4 separate regions of the Sus scrofa genome follow, and regions 2, 3 and 4 are each linked to region 1. The links are chromatin contacts, called in public Hi-C and HiChIP or PLAC-seq maps. All regions are on one chromosome and are shown on one strand. Each heading gives the region's core, a stretch centred on a gene start, on an enhancer-like site or on the middle of the called end of the contact. The rest is flanking DNA. Distances are from core to core; before and after follow the strand shown.

Region 1 (3,594 bases), core at 322-2,821:
TAGAATGTATTTAGTGATCCACCACGAATGCAAACCATCTCATACACAACTAAGGTTTTAAAAATTGACACATGTATTTCTACTAAGTTCCCTTTTTGGGTCACACAGTGAACTTTTACAGTAAGGGATGGTTTCTCACCAGCTTCTCTGCTCACTGGGTGGAGAACGTCACCTCAGCAGATGAAATCGGTTGTTACACAACCACGTGAGTGAATGAAGCTGTGATGACAATGTCCAGGATCTGACACTGTTTTACAGTCTGTTCTGAAGTTGCCGTTCCCTGGAGTAGGCTTTCACAGAGCACTATCACACGTGTGTTGGAAAGAATGAACAGTTCCCGGGGCACTCTGCATGCCGAGCACTTTTCTGAGCTTCACTTCCACTCACTCAGTGAATCCCCAAGGTGACCCAGCGAAGCAGGTCATGTTATTGTCCTGTTTTGCAAATAAGGCCCTCAGAGCACAGAGAGGATGAGTAGCCCCCGCAAAAACACATAGCGAGGCCACACCTGGTTTTGAACTCAGGCAGCCTGCACTCTTCATCGCTGTGGTCCCCTGTCTTTCACTCCTTGGTGAGAGAACTAAAAGCGGGACCATCAGTCTGGCGCCTCGATGTAGTCAGAATGAAACAGGCAGATGCCCAAGACTTCGAGACGGTCATAGGAGCCAGCAGCTAGCTGTAAAGTCCAGGCTGCCATTCTCAGTTTCTCTGAAGTTTCTTCTATGATTGAGAGCTCCCAAACACACCCCAGAAACGGCCAAGTGGCCAACGTTCCATCTCCCATCCTGCATCCTGGGATAGATAGCTCAGTCCCTTCGCAACCCACTGATTGGCTTGGTCTGTTTGAAGTTCCACTGCTTGCCTGAGAACTCTCTGTGATTAATCCTGGTGAGTCCTGAGATCCCGGTCCCTCAGACTAGGTGGCTGAGAGAAGCACATGGAAAAATCTCACATTCAAATTCTGAGCCAGAAAGAGAATCACTCATGAAATGTGCTGAAAAACTTGATTTGATATTTGTAATTTGATACTAATTTGGCAATTTTCAGGCTTCCTTCTTGGCAAAAAAAAAAAAAAAAAGAAAGAAAGAATGAGACTTAGATCATCTTGGGCACACGTTCAGAGGGCATCCCCTGAAGGAGGTTTTAGTTCTCTTCACCATTCTTACCAGGAGACAATTTCCCAAGGTTTTGGCCGGGAATCATCCTCTCCCTGAAAATCTTTCTTCTGAAAAATGAGGGTTTTTGTTTTTGTTTTTAGGTAGCATTGTTCCCTATAAAGTCTTTCATTCATAATCATGTTTTGTATCTTTTGATGTTATCACAGTCTGAAACTCATTCTAAATTCTAACTTTTTCCTTATCTTAAAGATTACATTTTAAGATAGTTCAATGGGCACCTGGTGTTTCTCTAATGTCTCCTCTGGTTTCCTGTAAAGGCCTTTACTCATCACACAAACCGAGCGAAGTAATAGACAGAGTGGCTGAGAGGTGACTTACCGGGAGAGATTCTTGAAGGGGAACGGATGTCTCAGCTCCTCTGACCAGCTGAGCTGTGCAAATCAAACATATAGACAGCATAAAAGTAGGAAATGCACAGTTTCTTCTGAGACGGGGGGCGGAGTTTTAGCGAATAAGTGTGTTGCAGCACACAAAAATACCCATCAGAGAATAGCCCCCTCCTTTTTTTTTTTTTTTTAAAAGCAGAGCCTTAAATAGACTAGAAAATCTCTGGTCTGAAAGTTTATTCACGAGTTTCCCTGATTACACAATTTCTTTTTGGTTCTCAGTTCATCCTGCGACACAGTCAGTTAGAAAACAGAAAGAATGGAAAGATATTAGAGTGAGATGAATATTCATTTCCATTTGGTCAAGAGCCCTAGTTTTACTGAAAGGAACTGTTGTCCAAGAGGCAGGTGATGTGTATAAGACCACAGGGCTTATCGGGGGAGGCTAGTGGGATGAGAGATGCTGACTCCCTTACTGTTTGTCTTCCAGGAGAGCCAGTTAGAACCAATTTTAAAGTGAAGGGAACACCTCACATTCATCCAGTGCACCCCTTTATCTGCCATCCTGCCATCCCCCCTTGGCTACCACAACTCACATGCATATACTCACCACCCAGTATTGTTTTCCTCTGCAGACTAAAATAACTGGTTGCTTCAGGGTTTTAACTCACCTGTGAGCTAATCATGTGGCCCATCTTCCTCTGGATCAAGCATCCTGGTGCATGTCATTATGAATTTTCACTCTTCCTAATCACCATTTTTGCAGCCCTTCAGGTCAGCAGGCATTTGTGGGTGTCTGTCCTCTCCCAGGGATATAGGCAGCAGAGTTCCTCACTCCAAGGGTACAGTCTTTCTGGAATTTCTTTCTTTTTTTTTTTTTTTACAGCCACAGCTGTGATACCTGGAATTTCTGTGAGAATTTTTCCACATGAAACAGGCAACAAACAGCAGATGAATAGGGTCGGTTCAGGATTCTTCTTCAGTCCTAAATGCGGTCATACCAAGCTTTCTTGGCGTGGTTGGTTACTTATCTGAAAACTTTGGGACTGTTTGTTGACTGCAGAACTGAGAACCTAGCAGAGAGCCAGCCCTGAGCCACAAGAGCGCCCCCTGGGGGCTTCTCTTTCCTCTGCCACAGAATAAGAAGCACTGGCTTGTGATCTGAGGGGACCCCAGACCTGTGGATATTGCCAACACAGGATAGAGCAAGTGGCCTCTTGCTGTCAGATTGCCTGGGCTCCAAGCCCGGCGCTGCCCTCAGCTTTCTTATCTGTGGGATGTGACCATTGATAGTTACCTCATGGGTTTGTTGGGAGGATTCCAACCTGGGTTTGTTGCCTGGAATTTAGCATATAATACACACTCGATAAACACAGATTCTTAGTTACTCACTGGTCCTTTCTTAGATTTATTATATAAAATTCTTATGAAATTGGTTCCCTGGGGTCCTTGTCTGGAGCAGATTAGTGTCGTCAAGCTGGAAGCTGAGAGGGAGAAGCTAATGTCTGGTGCTTACAGAAGAGGGGGACATGACTGCTGGGGAAAGCCAGAAACACACAGAAAAAGCCAGGAGCTTGTAATCACAGTCGGGACAGTGAGTCATGATGGAAATGTTCCAGTCATCCCTGGATGTGTGACTCAAGAGGCAGCGATTGAGAACTGGACTCTAGTCAGGCGTCTGGATTGAACCCCCAGCTTCACTCATTATGACTTGGTTTGAACAAGTTACTGAAACTCTCCAGGCCTTAGTTTGCTTACCTGTAAAATGGGCAAAAAATAAAAAAACCCAAAAAACAAACAAAAAAAACACCCCACAAACCTAACTCAATAGATCTGTGGTGAAGATCAAATGACAGAATGAGTGTAGTGCTTTTCCTAGGTGCCTGCCCTTTGTGGGCTAGTTAAGCAGGGACAGAGTACAAAGTATGCTTGAGGAAGAATGTGAAAAGAGTACAAAACTGGTAGCAAACAAGGGAATATAAAATTTCACAGGAGGTAGGTAACATAAATATAGTTTGGGCTGGCAGAAGAGAAGCCTTGTGTTCACTGGTGATAGACTGGTAGAGCCCTCAGATGCTGATGGACAAGTG
Region 2 (3,594 bases), core at 301-2,800, 190 kb after region 1:
CAATCAAAAGAAACTCCAGTACAGGTGACCTAGCAGTTGACCTAGCCAAAAGTCAATACATTTTGGAGGACTTATTGAATGATGTAATTTAAAATCTGGAAGATATGATATTATGATATTATAAAGAAGGCATATATTTATATTGTCAATCAACTAAAAATTTCAGAAACTGTACATTGTAAAAAATAAATATACAGAGATAGAGAAAGGTAGGGAGAGGGAGACAGGTGGATAGATAACCTCATGGGCCAGATATAAAACCAACCAAAAATTGTCATGGTTTTCTGTACTTGACGAAGTCCAAAAAAAGACCCACTTGACCTTGACATTGGAACATTCCTCACTGCAGATCCCAACATAATACCTGCTTCTGCAGGAAATAATATTTACATCATTTTTGTACTTTAAATACTGTTAGTCCACTGGTTTTTAATAATCAGAATTAACTTACTGACAAAACATGGAGAGATAACTTACTAAACAGAATGCATATATTATAAACCTTGACAATGTTAAAGAGGTGATATAGCTGAGAGAAGGTGGGAAATAGGAGAGAAGAGGAACATTACTTTCCTAACTTACATAGTGGAGAATCACGAATCACTAGCTAAATGATTAATTTGCTTCAATAGAGATTGAACATGATGTAAAATCATAAAGTTAACCATCAAAGGAAATAAAAATACTTATCAATGATTTGGAGGTGGGAGAAGGAGGTCATTAATTGAATAAGCTACTCTTTGGTCACAATGGAAAGTCTATAAATAGTGCTTCAACCTGATACATGAAGACATAGGTGTAGGAGGTTATAGAGCAATATCAATCAAGGCAAATACCAGAAGAAACAGAAACAATCAAAATCAAACAAGAAAATCAAATCCTTCTAAAGATACCTTTTCTAGAAGGAAAACTAGGAAAAGATTGAGGAAGAAGATTTACTTTTTATTGCCTTCTCTACTATTTGAATTTTTATTTCCAGACACCTATATTTTACTGATTAAAAAACAAAGTAAGAAAAAACATTAAAAGATTTTAAAGTAATGTGTATCTTGAGTCAAAAAAAGATTGCATAGGTGATTTTCCCCTCTGTTTTCTAATTATATTGTAACAGTTTTTGTTGTTTCCATAATGGAAAAGTCATAAGGAAGACAGAGAAATGATTAACACATTATGTTTATCACATGGTGGTTAGAAGTTGTAGGAAATGAGAATGACTAAGCAAACAAATTCATCTGGAACATTTGTTTGTTTGTTTTTCCTGGCACATGGAAGTTCTGGAGCCAGGATACAAACCTGAGCCAGAGCTGCAACATATGCCCCAGCTGCAGCAATGTGGGATCCCTCACCTTCTGCCCCACAGCAGGAACTTCTCATCTGGAATATTTGTGGGATGATCCTACAATAACCATGACAGCCAGGCTAGCTGTGTGACCTTGGGAAAGTTACTTAACCTCTCTGGACTTTGATTTCCACCTCTGAAACATAGAGGAGTTAGCTTTAGAATTCTGAGGCTCTTTTCAGCTCCCACAGCTATGAGTCTCTGAGTTTCTAGCTGCTGTGAGCATTACCATTGAAATCATGTGATCCAGGCAATCTTGACCACAAAAATGTCTGGGTTCTATTTTCCATCCTTGTTGAGGGGCTGAACAAGACTTCCACTTGAAATCTGAATTTGTGAGGTGCTTCAAACCTCACGTTTCTCTAAAAGAATTGCAATTGTTCATTCCAACATAAGAGAAAGCCCACGTAGATTAACCCTGGGGGGTCACAAAGAAAAAAAGACCTCACCCACTGAGAGCCATGGATGTGCCCCTGGCCCTGCCCAAGCCCTCAAAGAAACCTTTGTTCATTTGGCCTGTGGCCTGCAAGAAAGGAGTAAGTCATCTCTATTTTGCAAGAAAAGAGGAAGTGTGTGGAAAGAGATAACCACAGCAAAAACTGCTACATCAAACCCAGAGGTGTCATTAAGCATGGGGAAATTGTGCACCACCAGGAAACCAGAAGGGTATACATCCCAATGCCTGTATGGTTACACAATATCTCTCCATGTCTTGACTAGGATATGGGCATTCTATCCAAAAGGAAGATCTACGGGTAGTAGGTTATTAACAACAATAGCAACAAAACAGAAACAGAGAACAGAAACCTTGTGGTGAGGTCAGATAACAAATGGCAATCCATTTGCTTTTTTTTTTTTTTTTTTTGTCTTTTTTTAGGGCCGCACCCACAGCATATGGAAGTTCACAGCAATGTGGAATCCAAGCCATGTCTGAGAACAGCTCACAGGAATGCTGGATCCATAACCCACTGAGTGAAGCCAGGGACTGAACCCATGTCCTCATGGATGCTAGTCAGGTTTGTTAACTGCTGAGCCATGACAGGAACTCCTCATTTGCTTTTCTTAATTACAGTGTCTGAAATTGTGCGGTCAAGTTTAGAACAGTGAGGGGCAATAACTAAGGAATATCCATAAGTTCTTAGTAGAGAGTCTACAATCTTGCCATAAGACATGTGGCCCCCAGAGCAGCAGCAGCATCCCTGGGAAGCTTTTAGATTTGCAGAATCATAGGCCCCAAGCTAGACCTGCTGAGTCAAGAATGGCCTTTTACCAAAATCTACAGGTGACATATTTGGGCATTGAAGTTCGAGAGGCACTTGTGTACAAATCTGTGAAGTCCACACATCTACCTGCATGAAAAATTGAGGATTTCATCATGCACAAGGTTGAGTACCTAAGCCCACAACAACCCTTCAAAGAAGATGTTTCTGTTGTTTTTAATACAAAGGATACAAAATTAATACACAGAAAATTGATTGCATTTCTATATACTAACAATGAAAGATCAGAAATAGAAATTAGGGAAACAATCCCATTTACCATCACATCAAAAATAATAAAATACTAGGAATAAACCTACCTAAAGAGACAAAAAGACCTGTACTCTGAAAACTATAAAATGCTGAAGAAAGAAATCAAAGATGACAAAAACAGATGCAAAGATATACCATGCTCTTGGATTGTAAGAATCAATATTGTCAAAATGACTCTACTACCCCAGGCAATCTACAGATTCAACACAATCTCTATCAAATTACCAATGGCGTGTTTCACAGAACTAGAACAAAATTTTTTTTGTATGGAAGTGTAAAAGGCCTGGAATAGCCAAAGCAATCCTGAGAAATAAAAATGGAGTGGGAGAAATCAGGCTCCCCAGCTTCAGACTATACTACAAAGCTACAGTCATTAAAACAGTATGGTATTGGGATAAAAACAAAAATATAGATCAGTGTAACCAGATAGAAAGCCCAGAATTAAACCCACACACCTATGGTCAATTAGTCCGTGACAAAGGAGGCGAGAATATATAATGGAGAAAAGACAGTGTCTTCAATAAATGTTACTGAGAGAACTAGACACCCACGTGTGAAATAATGATATTAAAACATTCTCTAACACCATACACAAAAAATCAACTCAAGATGGATTAAAGACCTAAATGTAAGACCAGAACTATAAAATTCCTAGAGGAAAACGTAAGCAGAACACTCTCTGACATAAACCACAGCAATATCTTCTCAGATCCACCCCCTAGA
Region 3 (3,594 bases), core at 291-2,790, 150 kb after region 1:
TCCACCAGCAGTGTAGGAGGGTTCCCTTTTCTCAGTACTCTCTCTGGCATTTGTTATTTGTAGATTTTTTTTTTTTTAATGATGGCCATTCTGACCAGTGCGAGGTACCTAGTTTTGGTTTGCATTTCTCTAATAATTAATAATAATAATCTTTTAATGTGACCGTTGTGGCCATCTGTATAAGACAGATATTTTTAATGTCTCAAGCAGCATGCCAAATCATTCATTCAGATGGATGTGGTTGTGTGTGTGGGGGGTGTATCTCTTCCTTTAATCTTCCTATAAAGTGGTATTATTAGCCTCATTTCACAGAAGAGGAAAGAGACGTTCAAACTCAAGAGAGTAAATAAATAACACACCTAAAGTCAGTAAAAGGTAGACCTGAGATCTGAGTACAGGCCTGGCTGGTTTGCGAGGCTGGTCCCTGTTGCTCCCCTCAGGCCCTGCTTTCTGCACCAGGTGGCAAGTTCCAGGCGCATCCAGAGCTGTCTGTTCATCTAGTTACCTTCTTCCTCCTGCTCCACCATCTCTCATGGATGGGTTGCTAACGAGGGAAACCCAGCCCCGGAAGACTGATGGAGTGTTCCCCTGACTGGCACATGGCACCTGTGTACAGCTGTCATTTTACAGATGAGGAGCTGAACCTTGGAGGTATGAGTGACATTTTCAAAACACATTTGCATTTGTGATTTCTGAAAGAGGTGCTTGGCAGCAGTCCTGTGGGGAAGTTTCCAGAGCCCCCATTTTATAGAAAAGGAAATGGAAACGCAGAGGGATGTGAGTACAGCCGCAGAGCGGGTGTTGATAGCTGTGGCGCAAATCGTAAGAAGCCTCCTCCAGCCCACATTTTTCCTGGTACCAGGAAGTCTGTGACACTTTCCCATACAGGCTGACCTTATGAGTTCTTGGAGTGTAAGTATTTAGTGTGATTTTTTAGTGTGTTTTAGTGGGATCCAAGACTTAAAAAGACTTAGAGATCCACCCATGTCTCAAGCAGAAAGCTGGAATTTGAATGTGGCCCGGGTTGGACTGCTGCATAACAGCAAGAGTGCAGCATTGAAAGCGACAGCTGAAACCCAAGCAACAGACCTGTGTTCCCTCCAGGCCAGAGGCTTCTTGAGATAACCCCACTCTGTGGGGTTTGTGTGGCAGAGACCAGGGAGCTGAGAGAGGGACGGTGAGCAGTCACTGGCACAGGCAAGTAGAGGGTGCCAAAGAGAAGTGGTCTCTTGCCTCTCTGGGGCTGTATGCACGAGATCATTTTGAGGAACAGGACCCAAAGTTCCTGTTTAAATCCTTCTATTTGCAATCTTAAAAAAAAAAAAAAAAAAAAAAAAGACTACTCATTGAGGGCAAAAGCTGTGTGCCCTGCCCCCACGGCACACACACTCCCACCCTGCAATTGCTTCACAAGTTCTGGGAAAATCTCATCACCACCCACCTAGCCCTGCTCAACTCCACCCAACCCCACCGCCCAATCCCCTTAAGGCAGAGCTCCCCAGGGAGAAGTGCAGCTGAGTGAGCAGAAAAAAATCTCAGAGTGAACTTGGCCTTCAGGAACTGACCACTGGTGGGTGCCGTGGCCATTCTTGGACATCCAACAGTACAAAGAAGAACGTCCCCTTCTTGTTGTTCTCAAAGACTGAGACCTGGCGTCTATCTTTATTATCGTACAGGAAGCTAAGAACCTCTGACTCAATCAGGACCTTGAACCTTGAGTTCACAGAGACTCTAAAAGCTCCAGAAACAAAGACTTCGTGGACACAGTCCCTCAAAATCAAAGTAAGTGGCACTTGTCTTCCTGCCTTGTCAGTTACTGTTGAGGGCACTTTGTTTGCATGCAGCCAGGTTGAACCGTAGTCCTCCCATTGCAGATCATGACTTGTTTACCTGTCTGTCTCCTCAAAGGTGGGGAATTTTTCAAGGGCCAGTCAAATGTCTAAGTAACCCCCGATGCCTCTGTGAGGCAATGCATTGTATAGTAATAATGAAGATGGGTGCGTTTATAAGACTGGGTGCTCAGCAGTGAAATAGGGTAGGTTTTGTTGGCTTTTGGAGGATTTTGGTTGCTTGTTTTTTACTAAAAACAGAATGCTTTCTTGAACGATCGGTTGTTGCTGGCTGATTAAGAAAGTCAGCCCAGTGTTAAGGAACAGGAGGCACTTTCTGTAGAAAGCTAGTCAAGAGGAAATTGCTTGCCAAATTTCCCCCATGTAAACAAACCCAAACATGGTGTAAGCAGAAATTGTAGCAAGAAGGAAATATTAATTAGGAAAAACATTGCAGATGCAGGGATGAATTGATACTGAGTCAACTTCTTAAGAAGACTAGAACCAAGGATCCTCAAAATTAGGACTGTGGGCTATCTTTGGAGCAGGTAGAATTTCACCCACCATAAGGCAGGGAGCTGGTCAGGTGACTTCTTAAGATGCATTCATTCTGTTTTAAAAGAGGCAGGTCAAAATTTTGTTCTGAAGATGCAGGGCCAATGGGGGTACTTGGAGGTATCTACTTCAACCTTCCCTCCATAAAATCTAGGGGGTCCCAGACTTTCAGAACTAGAAATTCCCAGTTTGCATCCACTCACTGACCCTTTAGTCCCCATTCTGGCAGGACAACTCTAGGCTGTTCAGACTTCGGGGCATTGGGCTGCTATAAATGTTTAACAGCTGACTCTCCTGAAGTAAAGTGCCTTAACTTCTGGTGTTTGCCAATTTCCATGTGCAAATATTCCTGTTGGTTGAATTCATGCTACCAATGCACATTGAATGCAGAGCTGGTAGAGAGATACATGCTATTGTGTATCTTATGAGTTAGTATAAGCCAGCCAGCTCCTGCACACTGCCAGGCTGGATGTCTTCTACCATCCCAGACTGTCCTTTCTCTTTTCACAGAGAGACTTCACCAACTCCCAGACAAAAAGATGCTGGCCCTGGAAGGGGTCAAGCTCCAAGGCTACAGCTGACCCCTGGTATAATGCCCTTGGGCAGACTTTTGTTGCAGACTAAAGCAGGGCTGGCAGATGTCATGGCGCTGTCCTTTGGTCTCTCCTCCAAGGCCCCACTCCAGCCAATCTCCCTTTAAGAGCATCATACCCTGGAGCTATTGCCTGGTACCTGACAAGTTGGGAAAATAGTGAATGGAGTTGGGGGTGGGGGTGAAGGCAACTCAAATGGCACCTGACAGTGCTGACTCTCTTTGCCTTCACCTTTATCACATTCCCCAGAGACTGGGCTCATGGGCTCAACCTTGCACCCCTTGCTGTCTGTGCCACCTGTGACTAGCAGTGTAAACCTACCAGCCCACCAAGCCGAGCTGTCAGCAATGGCAGTGGCAGCAGAAATCAGAAATTGTCAACACAGCTTGTTTAGTGACTGGCAACCTGGGTTTTTCCAGAGGATTGATCGGGTTTATGCAAGTTCAGAGATGGAGGAGTGAGCCATGGGGATGGATTTGGTGGGAAATGATGGTCCCCCTAACCAGTATGCCCCACCACACCCCCTACCCTTAATCTCCAAAGGACACTACTGAAATGTACATTTTGTCAGTGGGAAACGTTCATTAGCAGTGTAGAAGGAAGAACACTGGAAACTC
Region 4 (3,594 bases), core at 720-3,219, 130 kb after region 1:
AAAATAACTTAAAATTGCTCTGCCTTATGGGAGCTCCCTGGTGGCCTAGTGGTTAAGGATACGGCATTGTTACTGCAGTGGCACAGGTTTCATTGCTTGCCCAGGAACTTTTGCATGCCGTGGGTGCAGCTAAAAAAAGTAGGGGTGGGGTAGGGGGAGCTTTGCCTTAGATCAGTGGTCCTCAAGCTTTTCAGCCTTAGGAACTTTTATTTCTAAGGCATAATTACAAACACCAAAGAACCTTTGTTTTTGTTTTTTTTTTTTTTTTTTGTTTCTTTTTACGGCCGCACCTGTGGCATATGGAAGTTCCCCATGCTAGGGGTCGGATTGAAGCTGCAGCTGCTGGCCTACACCTCAGCCACAGCAACACCAAATCTGAGCTGCATCTGCGACCTGTGCCCCAGCTTGTGGCAATGCCATATCCTTAACCCGTGAGCGAGGTCAGGGATTGAATCTGCATTCACGGACACTGTCAGGTTCTTAAACCACTGAGCCACAACAGAAACTCCAAAGAACCTTTGTTTTTTGTGGATGACATTTATAGTAGTAAAAGTTGAAACTGAGACCTTTTAAAAATTTAGTTGTTTACTTAAAATAACTGTAATAAAATTGTTGCATCTTATCATAAATAATACTTTCATAAAACAATTATATTTTCCAAAACAAAAATATTTTAGTGAGAAAAGTGGCTGGATCCCCACAGCTGCATCTGTATCCAGTGTGCTGTGATGTGTTGGTTTGATTGAAATCTGTGAAGGAAAACCAGCCTCACACAGATGCATAGTTGGATGAAGGAAGACAATGGGGACCCCTTGGATGGATTTTTGGGGACCCCCAGGACTCCTTGGACCTTACCTTGAGAACTGCTAGGCACATAATAATTGCCCTTGTTGGAGTTCCCGTCGTGGCGCAGTGGTTAACGAATCCGACTAGGAAACATGAGGTTGCGGGTTCGGTCCCTGCCCTTGCTCAGTGGGTTAACGATCCGGCGTTGCCGTGAGCTGTGGTGTAGGTCGCAGACGTGGCTCAGATCCTGCGTTGCTGTGGCTCTGGCGTAGGCCAGTGGCTACAGCTCTGATTCAACCCCTAGCCTGGGAACCTCCATATGCTGTGAGAGCGGCCCACGAAATAGCAAAAAAAAAAAAAAAAAAAAAAAGAATGTATACCTGGATGTGTAACTAGGTCGCCATGCTGTACAGTAGGAAAAAAAAAATAATGATGTATTGGGGAAATAAAGACATAAATTAAAAAAAATAATAATAATCCTAAAAAAAAATAATTGCCCTTGTTACAAAAGACAAATGATGAAAAATAACATAGAGTGAAGAATTGGACTCTCTCTCCCCCAGGCACCCAGTTCTCTCACCAGACACCACAAATACTAGATGTCCATTGCACCTCCTTCCAGAGACAAGGCACCTTCACAACCCGTGCCTCTCCAGTTTACCTGCCTGTAGAATCCTGCTCTTGAACACTGACTTTGCCCATTCACTCCAGCCTGAGGGGCTTTGTACCAATGCAGAAGTTGGCACAGTATTCCCTTGACCAGTCCCCATAGCATAAGGAACATGCTTGTAACTTGTGTCTTCTGCCAGATGAGTAGGATAATCCCTAGAAGTAGAATTGGCACTGAAGTGGCACCCATTTAGAATTCTGAAGTATGGGGTAAAATGACCACCCTCCACAGAGGGGGACCAATTCCACTCCCACCAGCAACAGGTAGGTGTGACTTCCTCCTTGGACTTACCAACTCAGTGTGGGAACCAGATGTGAGGTCAGAGGTCTGACTGCAGGACCCAAGGCACCCCTACTAAGCTTCAGCGTGGGTCTCAGAGGCCACCGTTTATCTGGGCAGCACAGTGAGTGTGCACCCTCCGTCCAGTAACGAGTCAACCAATGTATGCTGAAAGGGGCTGGGGTGCATAAGGCTGTTTATACACCCATTTCCTGCCCCTGGTCCTGACAGACTCAACTCATGTCTCTAGTGTCAGATTAACTGTCAATATCGCTGCACAACACTTGGGGCCCCACCCACCTTCCTCTGGGCATCTCTTGAACCCAGATTGCTATGTCACAGGACTGTGATCTTCTAGACCAGGGTGTCTCATAATGTGATGTGCAAACAAATCCCTGGGGGAGCTGGTAAAAATTCAGATTCTCTTTCAGTGGGCCTGCTATGGGGCCTGAGAGTCTGCATTTCTTTTCTTTATTTTTCTTTTTCCTTTTATGTCTACACCTGTGGCATATCGAAGTTCCTGGGCTAGGGGTCCAAGCGGCACTGCAGCTGCCAGCCTACGCCACAGCCACAGCAATGCCGTATCCAAGCCGAGTCTTCAACCTACACCATAGCTCATGGCAACGCTGGATCCTTAACCCACTGAGTGAGGCCAGGGATCAAACCTGCATTGATTAAGAACCCGATTCTAGTCGGGTTCTTAACCCACTGACTGAGCCACAACGGGAACTCTTTTTTATTTTTTTTTAATCAAATAATTGATTCACGGTGTCATGTTCATTTCAGGTGTACAGCATGGTGATTCAGTTATATGTACAAATATATAATATTCCATTGTGTATATATACCACATCTTCTCTCTTTTTTTTTTTTTTTGGTCTTTTTAGGGCCACACCCATGGCATATGGAACTTACCAGGCTAGGGCTTGAATCAGAGCTGCAGCTGCCAGGCTACACCACAGCAACACCAGATTGGAGCCAAGTCTGCGGGCTACACCACAGATCACGGCAAAACTGGATCCTTAACCCCCAAGTGAGGGCAGGGATTGAACCTGTGTCCTCATGGATACTCCTCAGATTTGTTACCACTGAGCCACAAAGGGAACTCCTTATACCACATCTTCTTTATCCATTCATCTGTCGGTGGACATTCAGGTGACTTCCATGTCTTGACTCTTATAAATAGTGCTCCAGTAAACATGGGGATGCACGTATATTTTTGAGTTATAGTTTTCTCTAGATATATGCCCTGGAGTGGGATTGCTGGATCATATGTAATTCTACTTTTAAGACTTTTGTTTGTTCGTCTTGTCTTTTTGGGAGTGCACCTGTGGCACATGGCAGTTCCCAGGCTAGGGGTCAAATTGGAACTACACCATAGCCACAGCAACATGGGATCTGAGCCACTTCTGCAACCAACACCATAGCTCACAGCAGCTCTGGATCCTTAACCCACTGGGGGAGGCCAGGGATGGAACCATTGCCCTCATGGATACTAGTCGGGTTCATTACCACTGAACCACAATGGGAACTCCCTATTTTTAGTTCTTTGAGGAACCTCCATATTGTTTTCCAGAGTGCCTATGCTAATTTACGTTCCCACCAATAGTGTAGGAGGGTTCCTTTTCCCCACACCCTTCTCCAGCATTTATTGTTTGTATACACTTTGATGATGGCCATTCTGACCAGAGTGGGATGATACCTCATTGTGGTTTTGATTTCAATTTTCTAATAATCAGCGATATTGAGCAACTTTTTATGTGCCTGTTGGCCATCTGTATGTCTTCTTTGGAGAAATGTTTATTTCAGTCTTCTGCTCATATTTTGACCTGATTGGTTTTTTTTTTTTCTTTTTTTTC

The links. A called contact is a pair of places that touch in the nucleus more often than the background predicts. HiChIP or PLAC-seq counts read pairs in DNA pulled down with a chosen protein or histone mark.
Region 2: a contact with region 1 is called in a Hi-C map of embryonic fibroblasts, with 2.1 times the contacts expected there. The contact joins the enhancer-like site here to the promoter of CCR5 in region 1. A contact is called at or near these places in 1 of 5 promoter capture datasets (fetal skeletal muscle), 3 of 47 Hi-C or Micro-C datasets (embryonic fibroblasts, fibroblasts and mesenteric adipose tissue) and 1 of 2 datasets of contacts at active chromatin or transcription factors (alveolar macrophages).
Region 3: an H3K27ac HiChIP or PLAC-seq map of alveolar macrophages shows a contact between it and region 1, with 7 times the contacts expected there. The contact joins the promoter of XCR1 here to the promoter of CCR5 in region 1. A contact is called at or near these places in 1 of 5 promoter capture datasets (skeletal muscle) and 1 of 2 datasets of contacts at active chromatin or transcription factors (alveolar macrophages).
Region 4: a contact with region 1 is called in an H3K27ac HiChIP or PLAC-seq map of alveolar macrophages. The contact joins the promoter of CCR3 here to the promoter of CCR5 in region 1. A contact is called at or near these places in 1 of 5 promoter capture datasets (fetal liver) and 1 of 2 datasets of contacts at active chromatin or transcription factors (alveolar macrophages).

What each region holds. Positions count from the first base shown.
Region 1 is chr13:29,381,313-29,384,906 of Sscrofa11.1, reverse strand. CCR5 (chemokine (C-C motif) receptor 5) reads right to left here and starts at 1,571. Exons shown (of 2, transcript NM_001001618.1): 1 at 1,497-1,571.
Region 2 is chr13:29,188,782-29,192,375 of Sscrofa11.1, reverse strand. It overlaps XCR1 (X-C motif chemokine receptor 1), which reads left to right. Exons shown (of 4, transcript NM_001001622.1): 2 at 2,217-2,355. Among named protein-coding and RNA genes, the nearest start is that of XCR1, 43 kb to the left of the region's middle. Within about 2 kb of position 1,550, at least 13 of the 83 cell types and tissues checked have an H3K27ac peak or open chromatin away from gene starts, as enhancers often do. A contact at or near this core is called in alveolar macrophages and embryonic fibroblasts, where this site is marked.
Region 3 is chr13:29,231,748-29,235,341 of Sscrofa11.1, reverse strand. It overlaps XCR1 (X-C motif chemokine receptor 1), which reads left to right and starts at 1,540. Exons shown (of 4, transcript NM_001001622.1): 1 at 1,540-1,782. It overlaps CCR1 (C-C motif chemokine receptor 1), which reads left to right and starts at 1,480. Exons shown (of 2, transcript NM_001001621.1): 1 at 1,480-1,782.
Region 4 is chr13:29,250,335-29,253,928 of Sscrofa11.1, reverse strand. It overlaps CCR3 (C-C motif chemokine receptor 3), which reads right to left and starts at 1,969. Exons shown (of 3, transcript NM_001001620.1): 1 at 1,748-1,969; 2 at 1,452-1,611.